2 separate regions of the Sus scrofa genome follow, and region 1 is linked to region 2. The links are chromatin contacts, called in public HiChIP or PLAC-seq maps. All regions are on one chromosome and are shown on one strand. Each heading gives the region's core, a stretch centred on a gene start, on an enhancer-like site or on the middle of the called end of the contact. The rest is flanking DNA. Distances are from core to core; before and after follow the strand shown. Region 1 overlaps TMIGD3 (transmembrane and immunoglobulin domain containing 3). Region 2 overlaps RAP1A (ras-related protein Rap-1A).

Region 1 (5,821 bases), core at 2,690-5,189, 150 kb after region 2:
TCTGACCAGTACCCATGAGGATGTGGGTTTGATCCCTGGCCTCGCTCAAGTGGGTTAAGGATCTGGTGTTGCCATGAGCTATGGTGTAAGTCATAGACACAGCTCGGATCTGGCATTGCTTTGGCTGTGGTGTAGGCCAGTGGCTGCAGCTCCGATTTGATCCCTAGCCTGGGAATCTCCATATGCCGCATGTGTGTACCCCCTTCCCCCAAAAAGAGTAGCAAAACTGGAGAAAATATTGCAGAATGAATCAAAAAGAATGTGCTAAAATAAAAAAAAAAACAATAGAAAATGGAACAAAAAAATCAAAAAAAGAGTCACTTCACCAAAGAAGATACACAAATAAGCATCAGATGTCAAAGAAGCATCTGAAGAGATGCTCACCTCGCTGGTCATTCGGGATATGCTCATTAAAATGAGATACTATTGTGTAACCACTAGAAAGGCTAAAATTAAATCGAGTGACTATTCCAAGCCCTGGCAAAGAGTCAGGTAGCAGAACGGAACTGTGGTTCATTACGTGTGGGAGCATAAAATGGTAAAATCATTTTACAATATGGGTTGGGAGTTTCTGAGGAAGCTAAATATACATCTACCATATGAGTCTGTCATTCTATAACCAGGTATTTACCCAAGAAAACATATGTCCACAGAAAAAACTTGTATGTGAATGTTTATGGCACTTTTATTTGTAATATTCCCGAACTGGGAACAAGCCAGATGTCCATCACCAGGTGAATGCATAAGCAAATTGTGATCGATCTGTACAACGGACTCCTACACAGCAGTCACAATGAACCACTGATGCACACAACAGGTGCATCCCCCTCAAAATTACGCTACCGAACAAAAGCCAGACGCAAAAAGAGTGCATACTTACTCTTTTTAAAAGTACTCTTTTAAGGTTACTATGTGACCCCATTTATATCATTTTCTACAACATACAAACTGTAGTAACGGGGAACAGATCCATAGTTAGTGCGTGGAAGGCAGGATTACAGAGGAGCATGAGGAAACTTTGATGAGCAATGGATACGTTATCTTGATTGTGGTGATGGCTTCACAGGTGTATATGCAAGCAAAACTTGATCGCATCATGCACATTAAGTATGTGAGGTTTTTTGCATGTTAGTTACACTCCAGTGAGGGTGCAAAACAAAGGCAATTCATTTTAGTTGGCTATCCACTATCCACTCAAACATAAGCGAAAAAAAATTACTCTTATTATGTGCAACATAATCTGATACATAAGTTGCATTCCATTTAATTGAAAATAGACTCTGATCATGACCTACCAAGTTGACTTCCTCCTTCTATAGCGGATTGAGATCTGTGGTTTGAAAAACACTGCTTTTTAAATAGGTTTGAAAAATGAATGACTTGAGTCCAAAACAATCTCTCACGCTGGCTGGCTCCTCTGAGTCCACTTCCGCGTCTTTACCACTCTAACTTTCATCTCCCCTATGTGACCGTAGTAGAGAAATTACAGAAGCTTCAAGTGGAAATCCTAATGTTTCAAATTCTTGCGCTGGAAACGGAGACTTACTCTTGCCCTTTGGCCACCATCTGCCCACTGACTCGTTTGGGAGATTGTTGAGCTTGTGATCGCATGATGAAAATTCTTCTGTGATGACTCTGAGCCAGAGGAGCACTGCGGGGGGGCTTTTGAGGAACAGTGAGACAGCAGCTACCAACCACACAGTTATCGTGGTCGCCGAGGCTTTTGGACTTTTCCTAACATGGGTAGCAGCTGCTATGAGCTCTCATTTCCCTCAGAAAAGAAAGCGGGCAGACTCTGGCAGTGAACCTACTCTTTGTGACGACTTATTTCGTTTTCTGCAGAACTTACTTTGAGTTGTGTGTGCGTGAGGAAGGCTGCGTGGAAAGTGGTTCCTGTTTCCTAACCCATGATACATTGACAGTGGTAGGTAACTGTGCCCACCAGGGTTCAGCAAAGAAGAGAAAAAAATAGGGGAGGGAATGAAAAATGATGCAAGGAATTGAGGCTCAGGGTAGTTTAAATTCTGCTATGAATTAGGTTTCTGTAGGCAACTCTGCATTTACATGCCTGGCTGTCTCTCTCCAGTTACTCATCTTTCTGTGTCACAGGAAGTAGCAGACTGTGCAAATTCAGTCCATTTTGTGCCCATGAAGATTTTACTCAATGAACCAGCGGAACTCGAAGGAGAGATGAGACTCAGGCGGAAGTTTGGATTTGAGCCTGGCCTCAGCATTTTCCTAGATGGTGGCTGTCGGCAAACTGCTGGTAGAGCTGCCACTAGTTCTCAAGGCTGCAGCCTTTCCAAGGTTCCAGAAGAACCGGTGCAGTGGGTATCCAAACCAAGCTCATGGCATGCTGAGGGGACATGTGAGTGTAAAGAAGAGCTTAAATTCCAGGCTTGGCGGAGCGGTCTAGGTCTCAGAGGATTTAGCTTCGAAAGTCTAAGATCTAGATGCTGCTCAGCTAAGTAGGAGCCAGATGTTGTAAGTTCAGAATTTGAACCATCTTGGGGCTGTGGGGTGGGGGTAGGGGGTGGAGAACCAGTTGATCGATGTTTCGGCTCCTGGACAAATAGGTTTCAGTACCACGTTCACACCTTCCTTATTCAGAAGTAGGGGAGAGCATGAGACAGTGACATGTAGCTGGTTTTGGTGTCAGGCAAACCTGGGTCCCACTGGTCTCTTCTGCCTGCCAGCCTTGTGGCCATGGGGAAATCGCTTAACCTCTCTGAATGTCAGATTTCTCATTTAGAGCAGCAGTTCTCAACTGGGGATGATTCCCCCCCCACCCCGGGAGCATCTGGTAATCTCTAGAGACAGGTTCGATTGTCCTGACTTAGCGCTCTTGGCATTTAGTGTCTAGAGGCCACGGATGCTGCTAAACACCCTACAGTGCATAGACAGCTCTTCACAGTCAAGAATTATGTGGTCCAAAATGTCAACAGAGCTGAGTTGGGAAATCCTGATTAAGATAATGTGCAAGCGTTTGGCATAAACTAGGTAGGTGCAGAATCCATAGTACTATCATTACCAAAGAATCAGCTCTGTGTGGCTCACTGAAAACCAGATTCTGGGGACGCAAGGACGGTACGAGTGTGTCTGGCGAAGGCCCAACAGTGCTACCTCCGAACAGCTGGTGCAGGTGTAGCTAAGAGGTCTCAGTCTGCTTGGATCCAAATCCTGGCTTTGCCACGGACTGCATGAGTATTCTTGATGAAGTCATGTAACCTCAGTCTGCTTACCTAGAAAATGGGGCAGCAGTGCTACCTGCCTCAAGGAGATGCGTTAAGATGCACAAAGGACGGGTCTGCACATCTGAGCAACTGCTCAACCAATATTTTCTGTTATCACAAGGTGGGTGGTTAGGGAGCCAGTGCTGAGACGAGTGGGGTGTGTTTGTGTGTGTGTGTGTGTGTGTGTGTGTGTGTGTGTGTTTGGTGGGATGAAACCACAATAGCTGGGACTGGGGAGCCAGCAGAATCAGGAAAAGGTCCCCCTAAAGCTGTGGCAGTTCCTCTCAACAAACAGCTCCCTTTTGATAAGGGTGGAAACAGGTCTAAAAATAGCCAGGATGCCCGAATATGTTCCAAGACGAGCGGCGTTGGGGTCCGACGCACTGTGCTCAGGGCTGGGGCTGTGAAATAGGTGTCATTTCAGGGATCTCTGGCTTTGGGGGTGGGGGTGGGAGGATCCTGTTCACCTCACCTGGTGTTGGAAGGCATCACACACTGCTTGTACCCAGAAAACCATCTGGCAGACCCCCCAGGCCCCACGGCTCACTGCACAGACAATCCAATTTGAGGCTTCTCAGGAACTCTGGGCCCCACTCAGGCAGCAGAAGCCGGGGAGGAGCCAAGCACAGGCCACAAGGCCACAGTGTCATTCTGTGCCCAAGGGTTCTACCCGAGGCTGAGTTCTTCCCCTGGGGCAGCAACTCTCCCCAGGTTCACTAACTTGGTTGTTTAAATATAGGAGAGGAAACAGCTGCTGGCTGGGCGGAAGTTTCTGAGAAGAGAGGGTTCTGGCGGGGGGCTTGCTAAGGCTGATAAGGACACGGGCGTGCCCCCAGATGGGCTTCTGCTGATTTGCTTCTAGATCTTTTTGACATTGCCCCGAGCCAGGCCGTCAGAACTTGGCTCCAGGTTCGCCACAGACAGGGAAAGGAGGGTTATTTTTAAGCTGATCTCTGTGACTTCCTCTTGGCTCTTGTCCTTGCTGTCCACTCTCAGTTCCTGACAGCAGCTTCCTGCTTAGGCCACCTCGGGCCCCGGTGATTTGCACAGGGCCCTGGACGGCGAGGGCGGTCGCTGTGCGGAGGCAGGTGCCCAGGGCGCTTTCCTGGCAGGCAGAGTCCAGTCCCAGCTCATCACAGGACAGGACTGTCCGAGGATCCCGGCTTCAGTCCTAGGAACTGGGGGTGCAGGGGGAGGGAGGGAGACAACCGCCGGCAGGATGGATCCGATCCTGACCTGGGCGCCCCTCTCCCCGCCTGGCTGTGAGGAGGAGATCGGCTCAGGTCTGTGGTCTCTGGGCAACACCCCTTCCGCGTCCCTCGTTCAGAGTCCCAGGAGGAGCGCGTCCGGCGGGTGTACCTCGCCAGCATCCTCGAATTGTGCAGCGGATGAATCAGCCGGACGGTTCCACCTCCTCCACCCTCGCGTTAGAGCAAGGAAGCCGAGCTGATGGCGCTGCACCTCGTGGGGGTGCCCGGGACACCAACCCCCGCCCCCCACAAAGGCCTCTGCTTCCTGCGCCTGGCTCCCTCCAGTTCTCAGATCCACTCAGGGTGTCTCAAGTGCAGCCTCAGAGCCCCAAAGCTGCCTTGAGGAACCAACCAGCCCATCACCTCGGCCCAAGGAACCATTAGTTCCTACAGGGGTCGCCTTGGCATCTGCGGGGGGGGGGGGGGGGAGGGGGGGTTGGGGAGAGACTGACAGCACGGCCAGCTCCCATCAGGGAGCACACGGCCCCGTCCTAGGCTGGTCCAACAGCCAATAACCGAAAACCCCTCTCAGCTGGTGTTTCCTTCGTCAAACAGCCAGAGCTGAGCACGGGCACCGGACAGCTTAGGAAACTGGTGCTTCCTCTCCCAGGCCCTGGGAAGGAGGCTCAGTCTTAGCGGTGGGAGTCCTGCTTCCGCAGCCCCTGTGACGTCCAGTGGGAGGAACCAGTCTGTCTCCCATTGGTTGTCCCAATAGCCAGTCCCTGGGACGCTCAGGTTTTGCAGGTTAGAGTCTGGGTCAAGAAGGAGCCCCTCCCTCTGGAGATGCCCTGTTTGGGGGAAAAGCCGATCCGGCCTGTCTTACTGCTGAATTCAGGATTCGAGCTGCTCACCTCTGTCACTCATCTGTAGACACTGGCAAAACCCACCTCTCGAGGTTGCCGTGGGACTGAATGATCGGCCTTGGGCAGGTGGCACAAGGATCTGGCAAATGAGGGGCCAAGGTGCACGCTGGCTGTACTGTCTATAAGCCATGCAACCTTGGCAGCTCTGTAACCCTTCTTTTTTTTAAATCTTTTTTTAGGGCCACAGCCATGGCATATGGAGGTTGCCAGGCTAGGGGTTGAATCAGAGCTGTAGCCACCAGCCTACACCACAGCCACAGCCATGCCAGATCTGAGCCGCATCTGCGACCTACGCCACAGCTCACGGCAACACTGGATCCTTTAACCCACTGAGGGAGGTCAGGGATCGAACCCACATCCTCATGGATGCTAGTCAGATTCATTTCCACTGAGCCACAACGGGAACTTCCCAAGTTCTGTAACCTTTCTAAACGCAACTTCCCTACCTGCAAAAAGCGGATGTGGTGAAAAGAAT
Region 2 (6,237 bases), core at 1,656-4,155:
AAATGATTTATCCCAAAGCTATAAAAGTGATTCATTTATATTCTTTTTTCTGGTCCATCCCTCCCACTCCCATCTTTTTCAAACCATTTAACTCTGTTCTCTTAATTCTATGAAAGCCAGAAACAAAGAATTTATGAACGAGATGGTACTCGTGCACTACTAACCAAGCCCACTCATCAATCCTAATGTGATTTTACCTCAAAGTTACCATGCTCTCTCTCTCTCTTTTTTTTTTTTTTTTGGTTTGGAATAGGTAGAGTAAGATTATACCCAAAATTGAAAATTTATGATTGGCCATGTTTTTCAAAATAACATCTGTGGAAAACAAAATCTATGAAATTATAATTCTACAACAGAGAAAGGTGAAACTGGAAGCATTTCATACTTCTTTTCATTTACTTCGCAGTGAATTAGCAATAACTATTTTTAGAGTTGTCTGTGGCACAGCAGTTAAGGATCCAGCATTGTCACTGCAGCAGATTGGGTTGCTGCAGTGATGCAGGTTCAATTCCTGGCCTGGGAACTTCTATATGCTGTGGGTGTGGCCATAAAAAAATACATAAATAAAAAAGTAAAAAGTCAGATAATAATAGTCTAAAATCATAATATCAGTCAACGAAAAGTGACCCAGAAAACCAAAGGCCAGAGAGGAACAGCAAGCAAAAAACCACCGGATTCTGCTACCCTAACTCACTCTTAACTCTTATCTATGTTGGAAGTGTGCTAATTCTGACTGGTTACCTGTGATGCTACAAATGGCATGCTTTACTGGTAAATGAAGACTTTTGCATTACTGGGAAAAGCAAGAAGCCTTCTCTGTTTTTTGTTGTTGTTGTTTGTTTGTTTTTAGGGCTGCATCTACAGCATATGGAGGTTCCCAGGCTATGGGTCAAATCAGAGCTGCAGTTGCTGGCCTGCACCACAGCCACAGCAACATCAGATCCAAGCCTCATCTGCGACCTACACCACAGCTCACAGCAACACCGGATCCTTAATCCACTGAACAAAGCCAGGGATCAAACCTGTGTCCTCATGGATGTTAGATTCGTTTCTACTGAGCCACGATGGGAACTCTTTTTTTGGTCTTTCTGAAGGGACATACCTGCAGCATATGGAGGTTCCCAGGCTAGGGGTCAAATCAGGGCTGCAACTGCCAGCCTACATACACCACAGCCACATCAACATCAGGTCTGAGTTGTGTCTTCGACCTATACTGCAGGTCATGGCAACGCCGGATTCTTAACTCACTGACTAGAGCTAGGGATTAAACCCGTGTCCTCATGGATACTAGTCGGGTTTGTTACCACTTAGCCACAACGGGAACTCCTATTTTTTGTTTTAAAAAGGCTTTTGTTAACATTAATAAAAGCAATGGTAAGCTCTGAAGTTTCTGCTTGGGTGTGGTGGTGGCAGCTGGGGACTGCACTACTCTTTTAGGGATCCAGGAAACTACTGGCCCTTTACATCCAGGCAGGCATGCGTACTTACTATAAGTATTCCTGTTCTCAAGATAGTGCAGTGGTTAAGTCACAGACCAAAAAAAAAAAAAAAAAGCCACGTGCGCCTGTGGTATGAGGCCTAAAAAACCGAGAGAATTTCAGTTCTGTATCCATCCACACAGCTTCTTCCCTTTGAGTGATACACCAAAGGGAAGCAGAACTCAGAACAACAAATTCTGTGATATCTTTCTGTACAACGTTAAGTTCACGACAGTAACTACTTTGATTTTGGTCGTCTCCACTTGACTTTACAATCTATTCATACATATCTGCATAGGTAATTATTAGAATACAAGGGTGATGCAACACTCTTCACACACCACTTTCTGGTGTATCATTTGGAGGCTCAGCAGGACTTTAAACATATTCTTTAACTTAAACTTCCTCTTTGCCAATAAGGTACATATAAGTGTCCTCATCAGAGCCATCAACATGATTTTATGTAAGAGAAGGAATATGGTTTCTGGGAATTAATTGGTGTTTTCCATAAACTGATAAAGACTGCTTAAAAGAAGACCATTTTTTCTTTTAAAAAAACGTTTTGGGTTGTTAACCTAAAGGAAACAAAAAAGGCACTTATTTGTGCTGCCTAGCAGCTGTAGATTACCTCATTAACGTTGATCTTTGACTTTGCAGAAGATTCTAAAAAGGCACAGTTACACCACTGTCTTGCTAAATTCTGACCCTGTTCTTTGCCAACTACTCGCTCATCTTCCAGGTCACATTTATTGCCAACCAAAATCATTGGAACCTGTGGGAAGGAAAAAACACATAATGAACACTAACATACTAGTTACTCAGCCTCTTATAAGTAAGCAAATACCTGCCACCAACTGAAATGGGTTAGTTAGGACTATGCAAGTGCTTAAAAAAAAATGTTATGTATGTGTGTTGGGGAGAAGGTGGAGGGGGAAGAGACAGAAAAAAATACAGAAGTGATCCCATAACACTGATCTGCTAAATTATTTTACGAATATAATCCCAAAATTCTCATGTGAATAATGCTAACAGCTGAATTCCAACTAGAAAAATCTGAAGGAAAGGGGAAGCGCCTGCAATACAGAGAAGAACGTACACACTGCCCTGTGTTTTAAGTAAGTGCCTCATCTCACAGGACCAATGACTGCCAAAAGCAGTGGCAAGACTGATGCAGTAGTACGTTTTACTCCTGTAACTGATGCCTAGATCTGAAGACCAGCTTAGGTGAGAGATTCAAAAAGAGCAAGAATAAAAATAAAGCCATTGAGCAGCTATGTCTTCATCTAGAACTCAGTCTTCTTTAGTTGATTTCATGGGATAAAGAGATGAACATTACCAGAGGTTCAGTGATTTGCATGTAATTGCCTATGAAAAGAGAACTCTCTTGGATGAATCAGTCACGGGAAGAAAGAGAACTATTCATTAGGTTTACGGTTGGGCATGAGTCATATGGTGCAAATCCTTCCCGCCTACAATATTCCGCACAGCTAAGGTCCTAAGCAGGTGCATATGTTCCCATTAATAATGAGAAAGAACACACAAAAACAGAAAGGAAGGTACGAATGAAATTTTATATTCTAATTTATACAACTTTTGAAAAGGAAATCTCTAGAGACAAAACTGAGACAAACATGTAAAACATACATGTCATCTTTGCAAAAAGGCACAACAATGCTATTGTTCAAAAAGACAGGAATTCTAAAACAGTGTGTTTTACCATTAAAAAATAACTTTAGGAGTTCCCGTCGTGGCGCAGTGGTTAACGAATCCGACTAGGAACCATGAGGTTGCGGGTTCGGTCCCCGCCCTTGCTCAGTGGGTTAACGATCCGGCGTTGCCGTGAGCTGTGGTGTAGGTTGCAGACGCGGCTCGGATCCCGCGTTGCTGTGCCTCTGGCGTAGGCCGGTGGCTACAGCTCCAATTCAACCCCTAGCCTGGGAACCTCCATATGCCACAGGAGCGGCCCTAGAAAAGACAAAAAAAAAAAAAAAAAAAAGGAATTCTACAACTAAAATAAAATTAAAAAATATAAAAACCCAGTTCATTAAAATCTTTACCATAACTCAAAGGATAAAACTGTGAGCAAAAACTGTATCAACAGAATTTTAGAACCAAGGACATACCATGCTCTTCTGACATAACTACCACCTTTCTGAGCCCAACCTGCGTCCCGCCTCTACCACGTGCTCTGGGATGCCTCCTTCTCTACTGCACCTGTGACCCCCACAGCACCATGTGAGTGGTGAGGAGAGAAAGAACTTTATACACATGTCCTCCTTTTCCAACCATCTCAGCATATAATCTGCAGGTAAATTTAGAAAGCTTAAAATTGCTTTTGGTCACAAGGGCTCTTTTAGGCACGTGGAAGATACCCTCCAAATCTTCTGCTGATAGACAAAGGACATTTTTTATTTGGCCACGGAGAGACAGTGGTGTGCTATACATGAGAGAAAAACTTACATCTTCTGTGTCCTTAACCCGTAAAATCTGTTCCCTCAGGTCCTGTAAGTCATTAAACGTGGACTGAGCTGTAATAGAATATACTAGTGCAAACCCTTGGCCATTCTTCATATACAAATCTCTCATCGCTGTAAATTGCTCCTATAATAAAAAATATGCAATTATATAAATATAACTTCTTGAATGTATACTGAAACAATTTAAATCAGAATAATCATACGTAAGCTACTGAATTTTTAATTATGTGTTTTCATGAAGGAAACACAAGACATGATACATGGAGTTCCCTCTGTAGCTCAGCGGTAATGAGCCCAACTAGTATCCATGAGGATGCGGGTTCTATCCCCGGCCTCACTCAGTGGGTGAAGAGTCCAGCGTTACCACAAGCTGCAGCATAGGTCTCAGATGCGGCTCAGATCTGGCACTGCTGTGGCTGTGGTATAGGCTGCACTTGTAGCTCTGATATGACACTGGCCTAGGAACTTCCATATACCACAGGTTAGGCCCTAAAAATAAAATAAAATAAAATAAAAAAATAAAAAATAAAAAAGGTGACAAATGAAGACAATGAAAATAAAAGCAAATACAGAGAACTCAAACCATATAAAAGGCATTTTGTGCCAAGTGATTTATAATCACTATTGCATTTGATCACTACAAGCACCCTATAATGTACTAACGTCATTATACTCATTTAAGGATGTGAAAAATTAGGCTCAAAATAATCCTAAAGACTTTTGGTCAGAAATACATATCTGTCACCAGAGATGTTAAAATGCTAATAAACCTTGAGATGTTAAAAGTGCTACTAAACCAATTTTTAAAAAAATGAATGACCGTGATCTGAATTTAAAATGCCTTTTTTTTTCTTTTCTTAGAAAGCAGTAATAGCACAATTTTTACCTCAATACAGGGAAAAGAAATTCAACACACAGATTCTGCAGATGAGCTCAACATCTAACACTGATATGTGAGCATTAAGTACATCATAGATAGTGCCACCCACATAAGAAAATTTAAGAAGTCCTACACAGAGACCAAGTTCTTAATCAGAATAAATGCTTTTACTCAGAGGAACCGTTCAGGCGACAAAAACCTATTCACAAATTAAAATCGATCACAAAAAGAGAAAACATGCTTACCGTTCCCGCTGTATCCAGGATTTCGAGCATACACTGTTGGCAGTCTACTTCAACTTGCTGTTGGGGTAGGGTGCGGGGGTGGAGGGGGATGAAAAAGTAACATCAAAATGTCAGTCTGTTTTCCTCCCACTTCTTTGCTCAAAGTACCTATTAACAACTACAAAGCCTTTCTCTAGCAGTTTCCTGTATCGGTGGAGATCTAACTTGGTGCTACAATAAAGAACAGGAGGTCTCAAACACATTCTATTAATACTACAAAGCCAGGACTGCTGATGCTGAGTTTAGGCATTTTCTGACCACTATGAACACTGAGTACTGATTTGTGTTGTTATTAAAAGGCAACGGTCATACCCTGTAATTTAAGAAAAACTATAACCAACAGGTATAATTCTAACAGGGGAAAAATGGATAAAGTATGTATATTTATATTCTCTTCAAAACAAAGCACACAAGTACTAAATAGTTCAAAATATAGCCAAGACTGGGAGGGTAAAGAAAACTTTGCCAACTTACCACATTCAAGCTGTTAGAGTTTTACTAAACAATGCCCCAAATTTAACACACAGGAGCATTAATTTAAGAGTTAAAAGGGAACACAGAATAACACTGAACTCCTACAGCTCTCAAGACTTCTACGTCTTTGGAAAAACTGTGTGCATAAGGCAAACTTTTAGATACTGGGTTCTACTTTCCCAGTGTTGCACAGAAGAGAAGGTTGGCCTAAAGCAAGTATCAACTATTAACCGTGTGGACATTTTTTAATAAAGAAGGGATTTAGAAAAGTGTAAAATCTTTGACATTCAAGGTACAGATCTTTGTTTGCAGTTAATGCTTTAACCAGCAACTGATTTGGGGGAAATTTCAGTAATGCAACACTGTCTTCTAAAAATAGACATACTGACCTAAGGACTATTTTAAACTCTGCTTCTGTGTCACATCAGGGATTGATGAGGAGCACGATGGGTAGAGTCCCAAACTCCACTGTTCCATTGTTTACGGGACTAAAGTGATAATAATCTGCCCTCTCTGTGAATGCGTATGTTCAACGAATAATGAATTCACTCTGTGGTTTCTCAATGTACCACCATTTGGTTTCCAATTTACAGATAATGAAACTGCTATTCCGGTAGGCTTGAAGAATTTAATTCAACAGAAAT

Evidence for each region. HiChIP or PLAC-seq counts read pairs in DNA pulled down with a chosen protein or histone mark.
Region 1: a contact with region 2 is called in an H3K27ac HiChIP or PLAC-seq map of alveolar macrophages. The contact joins two enhancer-like sites. A contact is called at or near these places in 5 of 47 Hi-C or Micro-C datasets (blood, embryonic fibroblasts, epiblast stem cells and 2 more) and 2 of 2 datasets of contacts at active chromatin or transcription factors (alveolar macrophages and skeletal muscle).

Annotation. Positions count from the first base shown.
Region 1 is chr4:108,837,337-108,843,157 of Sscrofa11.1, forward strand. All of the region lies in intron 2 of TMIGD3 (transmembrane and immunoglobulin domain containing 3), which reads left to right. Among named protein-coding and RNA genes, the nearest start is that of ADORA3, 14 kb to the right of the region's middle. Within about 2 kb of position 3,940, at least 40 of the 83 cell types and tissues checked have an H3K27ac peak or open chromatin away from gene starts, as enhancers often do. A contact at or near this core is called in alveolar macrophages, where this site is marked.
Region 2 is chr4:108,683,891-108,690,127 of Sscrofa11.1, forward strand. It overlaps RAP1A (ras-related protein Rap-1A), which reads right to left. Exons shown (of 8, transcript XM_021090035.1): 4 at 5,081-5,137; 5 at 3,939-4,079; 6 at 2,107-2,250. The coding sequence starts at 5,110. Among named protein-coding and RNA genes, the nearest start is that of FAM212B, 36 kb to the left of the region's middle. Within about 2 kb of position 2,906, at least 3 of the 83 cell types and tissues checked have an H3K27ac peak or open chromatin away from gene starts, as enhancers often do. A contact at or near this core is called in alveolar macrophages, where this site is marked.